Linked DNA regions of Mus musculus: all the other regions are linked to region 2. A link is a contact called in public HiChIP or PLAC-seq and promoter capture Hi-C data. All regions are on one chromosome and are shown on one strand. Each heading gives the region's core, a stretch centred on a gene start, on an enhancer-like site or on the middle of the called end of the contact. The rest is flanking DNA. Distances are from core to core; before and after follow the strand shown.

Region 1 (4,348 bases), core at 1,375-3,874, 150 kb before region 2:
CTGACAGGAGTGCAATTACTAGAGAGTGCTTTTTCCGTCTTCTGTTCAAGCGTCAGAGCCCAGTGAGGTCAGCTCCAGGTAGGGGTGCATTACTTCTTTACACTTGGTCTGAGTAGAACGAACCTTCCTACCCTGGCCTCTCTGCCCCTCGAATGGCCCAGAGGTACCAGCATCTGATTCCAGGACTCGTCTCTTAAGCGCCCCCCCACCCCCCGGCAAAAAAAATTCCAGAAGGAATGTTGGATGCAGTCATGCGAATCAAGTGCAGTAATATTCCCAGGAACAATGGGATGACAGCTGTTCCCAAGTGCCTCCCGCACCAGTCACAGCGCTGACACACAAGCTCCTTGTCATCTAAACGGATCCTCACAACTACCTTTAAGGAAGCACACAATTACCTGGAAAGAGAGGGGGACAGAGAGTGCACGCACACCTCACTATTATACAGATAAACTGAGGCTCCATTTTGACCCTCTTCTTCACGTGGTCCCCTGAGGGTTTTTAATTCTTACGGCACTGGGGGAGGGCTTGAAAGGCAATCACAGACCCTCATGAAGAGCTCTCCACGTGTAAGAATACCTGCCCCGTTTCCTGGCCCTAGCCTTCCTACTGGCTCTGCAAATGGGCTGGTATTGCCGTCGGCCCTCGTTTCACAGATGGAAAAACACCCAGAGCCAAAGGGTGTGTGTGTGTGTGTGTGTGTGTGTGTGTGTGTGTGTGTGTGTGAAGGCATGAAGGCAGGAAGGCAGGAAGCAACAGAGAACTCAAGCATCCATAGCCTTTGTCCCTGGTTTTTCCATGCAGAAATGCATCTGATGAACTCTCCCATTCCAGGGGCTCATTATCATCTGAGGACAGCCCCAGAGTTCACTGGGCCCCCTGCCAAGGTGGCAATAAACTCTCGCTTTAGTGTTTGTGTCTGGTCAGTTTCCAGGAGGCCCAGGAGACGGTCCTACTTTACAGAAACTGGAAATACACAGTTGAGACCACCATCCCACTTCCGGTCACAAAAAGGTGTTCAAGGCCAGGTAAGTCTCTCACAACTCCCATATTGGGACTGTTCACAGGCCACTAGAAATGACAACCCAACCCAAAATGCCTCCCTTCCTGTGGGAGAAGGGCTCTCATCCAATGCAAAAGGCAGCATTCTTGACCTCACAAGGGGAGTTGCAGCCACTTGACCAGAAGTCAGCAAGCAAAGAGCTAGGAGTCAGTAGGCACCTCTGGCCCTGACTGCAATCCTGAAGCATCAGGGACCTTAAATTGTTTCTCCTGGACAGCAGCTTTCCTGACAAGAAGGAAGGATGACCAGGCCCTCCCACTTTGACGAGCCCACGTCAAATCCCTTCTGAGCCCATGGTGAGGGAGCTATATTCTGGAAGAGTTTAGCTCTGCCTGGAAGAAGGCAAAGGGAGGGGATCTCCCCAGGCTGGAAAGCAGGACCCTAACCCTGGACTAGGGAATTCTCAGCAGGAAGCCTGCCTAGCAACAATGCCTCCAAACAAAGATGCGGTAGACACCTCCAGGGGCAGTATAATACTCCTTTCTATCTCTGAGAGGGGCAGTATAATACCCCTTCCCATCTCTGCGTGACAGTTCCACACCCCTACATGATGGTGGTCTGTGGTCAGACAAAACAAAGGGCATCTGGGCTAATTCTCAAAGGCCTTTCCCCTTTCCCCTTCCCCCAGAATTCTTATAGGGCAGGAAGAATCAGAGTACAAGGAGGACCCTTTGAATGGCCACCCAGCTCCGGACTGCTATTGCACCTGTGACCTTGGGCACTCCCAGCCTCCTTTTGAGGTAGCCCCTTATCCAAAGACTAGTCAGCTGTACCAAAGACAGGATTCGGGAAGGGAGGGGAAGAGAAGGAAAAAGGAACATTAGTCTCCTTTATTTTTCCCAGGAGCACCATTGTGGGGATGGGGAAAAAAAGAAGGGCTTCTCGCTTCCTCCTCCACCCCTTGAAACACACAGGTGCCAGACAGCTTTTGCGCAAAAACTAGTTTGCAAACACACTCCGACTTCTGGAACGCCGCCCGGCACTATTCCCCATCTCTTCTCCCCAGTTGGAGCAGGGAGTCGGCCCTAGAGCTGATCCCGAGTAGCGCCAGGTCCTGGTCAGGGTGGGATCAAAGGGCGCGCTCGCCTCCAAACAATTGTGCTGGCGGCTGCGATCGCTAGCCCACAGCCGCCCTCTAGACATCTAACGGTGGAAGAGGGTCTCCTAAATAGCTAGCCAGTGTCCCCGAAGCCGCCCATCCTCCAGCCGCCCCCCGCAGACGGGCGCCCCCGCGTGGCCGGGTGGGAGCTGAGCCCCCCCCCCCCAGGCGTGCTGCGGGGGGCGGCGGCCAGGGACATCGGAGTCCCTTCGGCTGAACCCACTCCCCCTCCAAGCCCCAGGCCGAACTTGAGCGCACACAGTGCCCGGCCCGCCCTCGCCGCGGACCCCACTCACCGCGCTTTCCGCAGCCTCAGCGTGCTCCGGGCCGCCGGGGCATCCCCGGGCGCTGTGCTGTCGGCCGGGCGGCGGCGCGGGACAGGCTCAGGGCGCTACCCGCGCGGCCGTACCCACTCGTGCGCTCGCCCGGGCTGGGGCTGGCCCTCCTCGGGCCCCGGCTGCGGCGCGGGCTCCTCCCTCCAGTCGAGGGAGGATGTGGGCGGGAAGCGGGCGCGAGGCGGGCGCTTCCTGGAGGGGCGGCTCTCCGGGCTAAGCCGGAGCCTGTCCCGCTCCCGGCTGGTGGCCCGCGAGGACCTGGATGCAGCAGGCTGCCACTCCGAGCGATGCCGCGAATTCGCACCCAGCGCCGGGCCCGCCGCTCTGGGCGTCAGGCACCGCCGAGCTCCCCGCGTTGCGCTCCAGTTCAAGATGCGGGGACCCGGGGGTGCGATCTCCTGGTCCGCTAGACCCCCGGGGCGCCGCCCGCGGCTCTCACCCTAAAGCGCGCAGGGCTCAGCACGGAATCCTCGGGGAGACGCCCAGGACTTGCCTCCGAGCTGCGCACAAGAACCGCAGTGTTTTCTTTTTTCCTTTTTTATTTTATTATTATATATTTTTTAATTTCTTTCAATAGCGTTTTCTTGCCGCCTGAGACTGGGAAGATGACACATATTCCCGTGACAAAGACGATGAGATAAAGACGTTCGGAGTGGGGTTTGGGATCAACGGGAGAGTTGAGGCCTCCCCTCTGTGCAGCCAGCTTTTGAACCAGAGGCACCAGTTCTTAAGGGACTGTTTTGTCGCTGGGCAGCTGGTGGTCGCTCAGTGGTATTTTGTACCCTCGGAGCAAGTAAACCACTGGACATTACCACACGGAAGCTCTTTTAACCAGATTCTGTTGTGGGAGGTGTAGGGGGAGACATGGCTGTCCAGAGGTCTTAATAAGCATGGCCAAAGCCCTGGGCCCTGGTGTACAAGTCTCGGGATTGTGGGGCTGAGCGGTAAAGCCTTGCACTGAGGTTGTAGGTTTTCTATTCCAGACAGATAAGAGTTAATGCGGGAGACTCACGCTGCAGCTCTGAGCTCCCTCCACCTCTGAGTCACAGGCACTTTGCAGCCTTAGAAGGGCCCCCACTAAGCAGCCCTAGGGCACAGAGCTTTGTTCTCTCTGCCTGCCTGTCCCCGGAGCTTTCTGCTTTTCTCCAGATTCTCCTCGTCTTCTTGCGCAGAAAGTCCTCCATGCCCTCTGCTCAGCTCTGGGACAAAGCAACCTGTGGCGCCACTTAGAGCAGAGGTAGAAAATGGGGACCGCAACGTCTTCTTCCAGACTGTGAAGCAATGGCAGGTAGAAAAGTAGATGGATGAGAAGTTCAGGATGAAAGGCAATTAGCACAGAGACCCAACTCAGCTGTGGGACTTGACCAGCACTTTTCTAAGAACCCAGAAGAATATGGCGATTGGGGGGGGGTGGGTACGGAGGGGAGGGGAGGGAAAAGATGTCACTAGGTCTTGGTCAGGAGGGCAGAGTACTAAGGTCAGGGGTCACAGCAATTCCATTCCTAAGTACCTACCCAAGAGAAATGAAAATGTTTGTTCAAGCAAAAAGTTGAGCATGAATGCTTGCAGTTCAATAAACATTCTAGCTCAACTTATAGACATAGTTCACTAGAGCCAAAATGTGGGCAAGATCCAATATATACCAGCAGTTCATAGGGGAAAGTTCAGTGCAAAGTCCACACAGTGGAATATTACTCACCCAGGGAAAGTACTGACATATTAAAGTAGGGATAGTTTCAAAGGCAGCTCATCATAAAAGGCCAACTGGATAATTCCATTTTAGAAAATGACCAGAAGAGACATAGCCACAGAGGTAGACAGGGGATTCTAGTCATCCGGGCCTGGGAGGGA
Region 2 (4,837 bases), core at 189-2,688:
ACCTCCCAACAAGAACACCTGGTTTCTTGAAAACAACCACGGAGATCCTACACACTGCCCCGACCAGTTCCAGGGGCTTAGACGCTTACACCCAAAGTGATAAAGTTCCTCGCCAATTCTAAAAGGAAAAGCCTTGTTTACTTTCCCGACAACTCGGAACAAAAACAAACTGAAACCCACGCGCCACTGCCGGTTGGAGCTCTAAGGCCACTGTTCAAAGTCCCCATCTGCAGCCACCCGATTGCCCTCTCCTGTCGGATCCAGAACTGTACTCGTGGACACTTACATAACATCAGAGAACAAAGTAAATACAGGAAGGTCCAGCGCACAGCCTCCGTCACGTGGCAGGGACCGGAGGGGTGGGCGGGGCTAGGGAGCTGTTGACAGATGTGTCAACCAAAGGGGGAGGGGGAGGGGTGGGGAACCCCACGGAACAAGAAAGTCTCCTAACTGACCCACGGTTGTCGTCAAATCAGACTCAGGGCTACTCCAGCTGCTGGCTTCCTTTCTCAGTCATCCTTCGCTAGAAAGTTAAGGGGGCTCCTCCCCGAGACTAAGTGCGGCGCGACAGGGAGGGGCGGTCAACGGAAGGCTGCAGGAGAAGAGCCATGTCTAGCCTATGGGCGTGGGACCTTCAGAAGTTGGTGACTGGGCACGCACCCCACCCTCTAGCCAATGGCCCAATCTGGCACATATACTGTCTGTCCTCGGTACACCCAGAAGTCTCGTTTGGCAACATTTACTTTTCTTATTTCTACCCATCAGATGCAAGCCGAACTGGGAACACCCAGTCAGTCACCTAGTAGTTTGTGGAGGGTCACTGGGACTCGGATGGGGAAATGACTCATTAAGGTCAAATTACTGTTTCCCTGGGAGGATGAGGAGAGGGTACAGGGACGTGGGGCAGATGTGTGACAGCCTTGGGAGTTAGGTGTAATGGGAGGTGAAGAGATGAGGGGCTAGAAGAGGGCAAGCGCGGACTGGTGGAGGCCCAGAAGAGATGACAAGCGCTAGGGCGAGCAGAGGGGCACAGGAGACGGTTGGGCAGGAAGGAGACTCGCGCCCTGTGGTGTGTGACAGGTGAGTTCAGGCAACCCTGCAGGCGTGGCACCCCGGGGTCCCACTCACCGGGCGCTCGGGGTAGACTCGGCTCAGGTGGGCCTTGAGGCGACTCACACTCCAACTGCGGTCGCCACTCAGCTCCAAGTCGCGGTGGCGCTGATTGGGACTCTTCACCAGCAGCGTGACCGGCTCGGGCTGTGGCTCGGGCTCCATGTCTGCGTCGCTGGCGGCTCGACTGCGCTCAGGGATGCCGAACGGGCGGCGACGCAGCCGTCTGAGACCACACAACGACACTTGGCGTCTTTGGGACACGCGCCCCCGTCTCGGGTACCTTTTATGGGCGCCCCGTGCCAGGGCTCCGCAGATAGCGCTCTCTGTGGCTGCCATCCATTGGCTGAGACAGAGGTCAGTGTCCAACGTGGCCCAATCAGCGCCCGGAGAAAGGCGGCGGAGAGGCGGGCTAAGCGCGGGGGTGCGGGCTGATGCAACCCGCCGTGGTTGCGTCATCCTGAGTCCCGACAGCGGCGCGGGAGCGGGTCTTCGGCGGCCATGTCAGGGTGCCCTCTGGGGCGCTGGTCCTGTTCAGGCTCCTTAGCGCGGGATGCGTGCGGTGCCTGAGCCTGGCGGCCTGCCTGACTCCCAAGATCAGCAGGCTCTGCAAATTGTGCCCTCACAAAGCGGCCCTCCGCCCTTTCTGACCCCAGGCGCCTGGGCATACGTCTGTCCGCTTGCATTTTCCCTGGTGGCTGCGCAGCCTGGCATCCAGGGAAGCCTTACGAACTAACCAGGCCTTAGAAGCGAAGAGAAACCAGGCCTGTGTTGCTCTGAGCTGAGAGGATGAAGGATTCGGGCACTTTCCAATGTGCCTGCAGCAAATTTAACGATGCATCAAGTGTGGAACATACCCCTTATAGTAATGGCACTAAGTGCCTCTTGATTGACAAACCCTCTAGGAGACACTGGAAAGGGTCATCATTTATGAACTAACAACATCTGCTGCTTTTAAATTGGGGTTGCGACAAGCACAGCAGTGGTCTCAGATACCTGAAATCTGACCAGAGGCAGTGCTCCAGTGTTTCCTCTGAGTTTGAAAAACAAAACTGGCATTGCTCCGGCCCATCTTTGTCCCAATCCTGTTGGGATACCTGGGTTTTCAGCCATGTCCAGAGCTTACAGAGGTCAGAGAGGTGATAGGAGAGTCCTGTTCGGGAGATGGTTATGTGAGTTTGTCACACAACCATAAGAAAGTGTCGTAAACTGGAGGCTCGAGCAACAGAAGTTTATTTTGAAGCTGTAGAGGCTGGAAGTCTGCGACCAGGGGTTAGGGCAGCATTGCTTTCTTTGGGGGCAGAATCTGTACCACTCTCCTAAGTTCTGCAGGTTTGCTAACTGTCCTTGGGACTTCTTAGCTTTGGGGAGTATTTTTCCAATCTCGAGCTTTCCGATCACATGGCATTCTCCGGGTGTGCACCTGTGTGCGTGCACATACACGGGTGTGAGTGTATCTGCATCATCTTTATGCGTATCTCTGTCCAGTCTCTCCCCTGCCCCCTTTATAAGGGTATCATTCGCATTGTCGTGGCTAAAGACCTCATCTTAACGATTATCTTTCACAAAGATATTTCTAAATGCCATCACATTCTGGGGCTGAGACGTCAGCGTCTCTCTGGAGGACACCCTGCACCTCACCGCAGCGGCATTTGCCAGTGGTCCACCAGGGACACGCCGCAGAACCTCAGCTGCTTTCCTTCCCAGGTTTTATGTTGAAGACCACTGAGGCCAGTGTGGTGTTACAACATAAAGGCCTGCATCAGGAGGCAGAAGCAGGCAGATCTTCAGAAACTAAAGGGCAGCTAGGAGGGCTCTGTCCCTTTGCATGAAGACTGGCCCCCCAGGGCATGTGATCTCTGCCACAGTGATCTTCACATTTGACTTAATACCCTGTTGTTTCTCTCTTAAAATTATTTTTGAAGATTTATGCTATTTGCGCGTGTGTATGTATCCCTGTGCCTGTATGTAGGCACAATGGTGCAGAGACCAGAAAAGAGTTTCCGACCGAGGTTCTCCTCCACATTTCCTTTGAGGCAGGGTCTCTCCCTGAACCTGGGGCTACTGCTTTCTCAGCGAGCCTGGAAGTGGCAAGCACCAGCAATCCTCCTGTCTCTCCACCACTCAGAGCTGGAATCACAGACGTTTGCAAGGGATGCCCAGTTTGTCCTGTGGGCGCTGGGATCTAAACTCTAGTCCTCAGGATTTTGAAAACGTGAGCCAACCCCCTGAGCCACCTCTCCCACTCCACCTTCTCTCTAAGACTCCCTTCATAGGACTAATACTTTCATTTTGCTCTGGGCCCCAGAAAGTTTGAAGCTTTCCCTACCTGATTCTTCTGAATGGGAAAACATAGCTAATTATGATATCGTAGGCTCGCTGGCTAGGAACTGCAAGTCGGGGAAGATTAGATAAGACAAGCAGAGACCTTGGGGAGACAGCTTCGAGAGACACGGGCCTCACTGGGCAAATGAAGTGTGCCTACAGAAAGCTTTCCCCTTGCCTTCAGGGACAAACCTCAGCATCCCTAAGAGAGCTTGTCCATTTCCACGAAGTACTACTGGGAAAGGATGGGCTTGGAATATCACTTGATGGTACCAGGCTTGTCTAACATTCATGAGGTTCTTGGTTTGAGCCTCAGTAGTGGAGGGGGGGTTGCTGGGGGGGGTTCTGTGTTGTTGACTTTACCTTCCCTCCCCCCAAGAAGAAAAGCACATCCAATTTGTTTCTGTCTTAAATTTTATCTCCCTGTGAAACAGCCCTCTCTGAAGGCTGGATTCTGCTTACAGTGTGTTTTGAAAAACACTTAATTTAGCTCAATAAATTGCCAAGGATAGAAAGATAAGCGTGATGTGACCTTGCTCTTCCTGGCCCTACAATTCCAAGGGGCAACAGCCATGGGACAGTGATAATAGAAATACAAAAGAGAATGCAAAAGCCTCAGGGTTTTTGTTTTGAATGCAGGGACTCCCCGTGTAGCCCAGACTGGTCTTGAACTTGTGATCCTTCAGCCTCAGCTTCTTAGGGTTAAAAGAGTGTGTGTGTGTGTGTGTGTGTGTGTGTGTGTGTCCGTGTCTGTGCATCTATGCGTCTGTCTGTGTATACTCATTCATGTATATGAACATGGATATGTGCCTGCCACAGCACTTATGTCAGAGGACAACCTCAGAGGATGGTCCTCACCTTCCACCTCCTTTAAGACAGGGTCTCTTGGTTCTTTCTTTGTTTCTGATGCTTCCAGGGATTTTTCTGTTTCTGCTTCCCATCTCTCCACGGGAGCACTGGGATTACAGAGACCAGATACAGCATCTGGCTTTATTAGAGTTCTGAGGATTCAAGCTCAGGTCCTTGTGCTTGAGGGGCAAGTACCTTACCTTCTGAGCCATCAACTCATTTTTGGAGGAGCTATGATTCCTCCAATTATATATATTATACATATGTGTATATATCACATATATATTACATAATATATATTGTTATATATGTCATATAATATAATATATAATAACATATAAATGTTATATATAACAATTAGCGGTTAATATCTATGGGACTAGTCAACTTTATACAGAATTTGTATAGGGGGTGGGGTATACCTCTGTGGTTAAACTAATGAGCCAAACTGCCTGTCTTCAAGCCCAACTTCTGCCACTAATCGTGTGGCCTTAGGAAGTTACTTAGCCTTTCCGTACCTAATTTTTCTTAGCTACTTAATTTTAATTATTAA
Region 3 (4,656 bases), core at 1,006-3,505, 190 kb before region 2:
GCCCTGGATCTCAGCCAGCCCTTCCTCTCCCCTTCCAGTATTGACACGGGTGCCTACCAGCAGATGGTGGGTTTCCTTCGCCCATCGCTGATGCCTGTGAGCGCTGCCATCCCTTGCAGAGCCTCCCAGTCCTAATCTTTCCTGACTGTCAGTGCAGGCCTGTCAGCTCCCTCCTGACAAACAAGACGTTTAGGTAAAACTGCAAGCACCTTCTGCCTCTTGTTGTCACTGTTCCGATGACTGTGCTGCCATCCCCGCAGCACGTACCTGTATCTAGAGCAACCCTGAGCTGTTTCGGGAGGCAGACCAAGACATCAAAGTCCTGAGCATCACATGGCTTGACTTTCCAGACCAACGAGTGTGCTTCATGGTCTCGGTGGATGTTGAAAAGATGGCAGGGTTGCAGAGTTTAAAACTGTCCGCTAACTTTAATTTTTAGCCCTGTCAAGCCAGCTCTTGCTGTGCACCACACCGGCTTCCAGCTCTCCCACCACGTGAAGCTGATGGTGTTGAGCAGTCCTGGGGTTCTTTTCTTTTTGACAGAGTCTACTGTGTAGCCCAAGCTGGCTTACAAACTTACCATCCTTTCATTTCAGCTTCCTGAGTGCTAGGATCACTGGCGAGTGCCGCTACACCCAACTGTGACGTCTGCTTTTGGTGTTTCTGGTGGCCTTTTTACCGTAGTTCATTGTGCCTAAATGGTGTAGAAGCCTGTAATTGAAACACCACCTCTGTGGCAAAGCAGGCCAACCAAGGAAAGCAGGATGAGCAGAGAGAGAAGGAAAACCCACTTTGACCCTCAGAACACAGTCATCTGTGTACCTTGGCAGGTCTCTCCTGGGGATCAGATTAACCAGGGACCAAAAATACTTGAAGGAAAGATTCCCTCTGTGCTGACCATGTATATATAGACTTTTCTTCTTCCCTATAAATACGTGAGTGTAACAATTTCTAGCATATCACCGTTCAGGCATCGTAAATTGTTATAAACCAAGTAAGCTAGGAATGACGGAAAGTATGGGATCCGAGTATAGGCCCGAGTAGGTTCTGTGCAAACAGCATTTCACAGACAGCACTTGACCCTCTGCGCACGTTGACCTCTGGTGGGGGATCTATGTACCAGTCCCACCAGATATCCTGCCTACATTCCTGGGACTTTCCAGTGGCTAAGAAAGTAGAACAGATGGTTGGGGTTTGTTTCTTTCCTTGTACATTCTCTCGGGTGGCAGAATTCTTAGGATTCTGAGACCTCTTGGAGAAAGCCAGCAGCAATCTGTTGCCAGCTCTCTCTGGGAGACAATGTCCCGTGCCCTCCGTCTCTTCCTGACATTTGTCTACTTGAAGCTTCTATGGCTGAGGAGGAAAGGGACCTGAAATCAAGTCACCTATTATACAAATCTGGGAGGCTGATGTGACTAGACCTAGACAGGTAGCTTACATCCTGCCTTGCACAGCTTCCAGAGGTCCCAGGACCCAGCAGAAAGTTCCTCAGACTGAAGTAAGAAATGCATGAACAGCCAGGCAGTGGTGGCACATGCCTTTGATCCCAGCACTTGGGAGTCAGAGGCAGGCAGATTTCCGAGTTCGAGGCTAGCCTGGTCTACAGAGTGAGTTCCCAGGACAGCCGGGGCTATACAGAGAAACCCTGTCTCAAAAAAAAAAAAAAAAAAAAAAAAAGGAAGAAGACATGCACGCACACACGAGCACCCACTAAGGTGCCTTGTCAGAGCCCCACCCCCAAATTTGTTTTGTTTCGTTTGTTTTGGGTCTTTGCTTCCCAGCTCTCCTGAATTCTTCCCTTTTGGTCAGCTCCTCACTTAAGAGAAAAGCTTGGTTTGCCTGGACCAGCCCCTTAAGAGCTATGTCCTTCCACCCTCCATAGATATGCCATGGTGATCTCATTACAGGTAGACAAGGTCCTTCACCTAGGAAAAGGGAATAATACCAACTTCCTATAGTCATACACAAACCACCTAGATTAGAAGCCTCCAGTGTCTGGGTAGAGTATCCTGAGTGCATTAACATGCTGCACTCAGGTTTGTATGGTTCTGGCACTCCCCACTTGTAACTAAAACACTGACATGTTGGAAGGGTCAGATCTGGTTGTCAGCTCCACCAGCTTCTGCCTTAGCTCCTGTTAGCTAAATGTTAATTGCTTAGGCACACCGGATTCTTTGGCTCAAATGTCCTTGCTGTGGGTATGTGACTCAGCTGTCATCTTAGGCCCCTCCAGGAAAAGGAAAGCAAGCAAGCTCAGTGGCAGTGAACAGTCATTTGGACTTGGGTGGCTTCTTGGCATCCTGTCGTGCCCAGCCCAGTTATACATGCTAGAATGGAATTTGAGTACTTGGTGCATGATGCTCATCAACACTTTAGTAGTCACAAGTTGCACAGTCACACCCTAATGACTCTGTCATGGGCTGGCATTGTTCCCCTACCTGCTAGAAGAATGGTTTCAGGGGGAGTTGCAATAGCATTAATAGTCCTGACCTGCCAGCATCAGGAGAGACACAGAAAAGCCCCATGGGAGACAGGCTACTCTTGTTTCTGTGACACCACTGAGGCCTGCTCTGTACAGGTCAAGCTGTTGGAGGGATACACTGCATTATTTTAGTGGACTTGTTTTTCATTCTGAAAAAGCACTCTGAAGCCAACCCTTCTATACATTCTATAGAGGAACCCCACATTCCCAGAGGCCCAGTGACTTATCTGGGTTGTCCTGCTATAAGACAGAACCAGATTTTTTTTTATTATTTATGCCTTTTAAAGGCTGGCCTTCTCGGTGTGTGTGTGTGTTACGAGACTGACTCCAACAGTACACAGTCATCTACCTGGAAACTATATCCACTAGACTCCCTTGTTTGCTAAGCCAATTAGTAGCTGGGTGTGATAGCAGACATCTTCAATCCTAGCTACCAGAAGACAGAAACAAGATGATCTTCGTGAGCTCAAGGCCAGCCTGGTCTGCATGGTGAGTTCTAGGGCAGCCAGAGCTACATAGTAAGATCATGTCTCAAAAACAAAAAGCAAGCATTTGGTGGCCACAGAAATTTGCTTCACATTTCCACCATATACACCATGGCTCCTAAGATTGGGACCTACCTAGTGCTGACCATTTCCAGCAGCTAGGAAGGACTACCCTGGAGAAGAAGGCAGAGAAGGCTTAGTGTCCACAGAACAGTGTGAGGTCATTAGCAGCTTGAGCGGGAAAGCCCTTTGGAGATGCTAAGGGAGATGCTGGGGTAGTAGGATATACGTGCACGATGGTAACCACACCTCCATCCGCACTCTGCCTGTCTAGTAGGCCTGGTGTGTTTCCGTTTCTGCAAGATCATGCATGGTAGGGCTGTGGAAGGTTCACAAACAGTGCTGGCATGGGAGCTAGAAACGTGGTACAAAGTAGAAATGTTCCCTGTTAGTCACGTCTGCTTGTCAAAGGGCCTAGAACTCCGAGAGAGAATATGGGTGTGGAGGGAAAGGAACAAGGAAGGGGGCTGGGGCCAGGCTTGTGACGAGGAGGTACGTGCTAAGAGGAACAGCGGGAGCAGATAGAACCTTGTTTAAGGTCCTGAAACTTAAACCACTGCATTGCCTACTACATCCAAGAGGAGAAAGTGGGGGGCTGCAACCACTATTTGGATGCCATGTCCTGTCTCAGTTTCACAGGAATCACTACTGGTGACGGGGAATGCATGTCCCCATGAGGAAGTGATCTCACTGAATCCTCAAGGATAGGGGTGAGGAATCGGGACTTCCTATTGGCTTTCTTTTCCAGTTCAGTGAGTGCCCATTGACCCTCACTAAGGAAGGAGCTTGACAGCCAACATCTGAAACTCCTTTATTACCCTGAGTTTTACAAATAGAACACAGTCACAAGTATAAAAACAGCAGACCACCATACAAAGTATGCAGTAAGGGATATACATTCCTTCTTGCAGCTAGTTACTTAGAAAAAGCCAGTTATGATTGTAAAAATTTTATTCTCTTTAATAACAATAATTCCACTAAAATTATACAAAGTACATTCAATACTTAGAGTGGCAGGAGGGTGGGGAGAGGAAGCCGATTTGTCCTGGAAGCATCATCCATTGACTCTGACAAAGGGAGCCCAGCTGGGCTGGGGAAGTTGTGGGTGGAGGTCCAGTTGTAAAAAATGAAAACGTGGACTGGTTTTAAAAAAAAAAAAAAAGCCACCCACGAGGAAGCGGGGTGAACGTGCATGTTCCTGGGGAGGCCGGGGGCTCAGCTGGCATGCTGCGGCTGGGCATGGGCTCAGGCAGGCTCTGAGTTGGTGGGGGGCAGGTTTTTATGCTTGAAATACTGCACTACTTGCTGAGGCAGCTCCGCCAACACCGCTTTAGCCAGCGTTTCTTTTGCTGCCTGTGGGGTCCAGGTGGGGAGAAACAGGAAAGAGGAAGAGGATTAATGTGCAGGTGAGAGATTCACTATCCCAGAGCTTTGGTAGCAGAGGGCCATGGAGGGCTTGAGGGTCAGGGCCCTCTGAAAGGAGCGTGCCTCAGCCCAGCCCAAATGCTAATCCTGCCACTAGCCGTGATGTCCTTGTCAATGAAGTTCTCTGCCCTTACAGGATGGGGAAAGACCTTAGAGGATGAATTTGTGGGGGGGAAGAAATGGCATTTTAGCCTCTTCCACCTC

What was found. HiChIP or PLAC-seq counts read pairs in DNA pulled down with a chosen protein or histone mark. Capture Hi-C pulls out chosen DNA fragments and counts their contacts.
Region 1: a contact with region 2 is called in a promoter capture Hi-C map of adipose tissue. The contact joins the promoter of Cpne2 here to the promoter of Herpud1 in region 2. A contact is called at or near these places in 12 of 39 promoter capture datasets (the 3T3-L1 cell line, 3T3-L1-derived adipocytes, the C10 cell line and 8 more), 1 of 484 Hi-C or Micro-C datasets (embryonic stem cells), 1 of 115 datasets of contacts at active chromatin or transcription factors (pancreatic cancer cells) and 3 of 9 other capture datasets (adipose tissue, liver and pancreatic islet).
Region 3: a contact with region 2 is called in an HNF4G HiChIP or PLAC-seq map of pancreatic cancer cells. The contact joins the enhancer-like site here to the promoter of Herpud1 in region 2. A contact is called at or near these places in 2 of 39 promoter capture datasets (neutrophils and pre-B cells), 2 of 484 Hi-C or Micro-C datasets (both in cortical neurons), 4 of 115 datasets of contacts at active chromatin or transcription factors (bone marrow-derived dendritic cells, embryonic stem cells, microglia and 1 more) and 3 of 9 other capture datasets (adipose tissue, liver and pancreatic islet).

The regions. Positions count from the first base shown.
Region 1 is chr8:94,531,304-94,535,651 of GRCm38.p6, reverse strand. Cpne2 (copine II) reads right to left here and starts at 2,624. Exons shown (of 16, transcript NM_153507.2): 1 at 2,459-2,624.
Region 2 is chr8:94,383,030-94,387,866 of GRCm38.p6, reverse strand. Herpud1 (homocysteine-inducible, endoplasmic reticulum stress-inducible, ubiquitin-like domain member 1) reads right to left here and starts at 1,438. Exons shown (of 8, transcript NM_022331.2): 1 at 1,129-1,438. The coding sequence starts at 1,275.
Region 3 is chr8:94,569,695-94,574,350 of GRCm38.p6, reverse strand. Cpne2 (copine II) reads right to left here. Exons shown (of 16, transcript NM_153507.2): 16 at 3,822-4,380. The coding sequence ends at 4,273. Among named protein-coding and RNA genes, the nearest start is that of Gm38555, 4.7 kb to the right of the region's middle. Within about 2 kb of position 2,255, at least 35 of the 459 cell types and tissues checked have an H3K27ac peak or open chromatin away from gene starts, as enhancers often do. A contact at or near this core is called in pancreatic cancer cells, where this site is marked.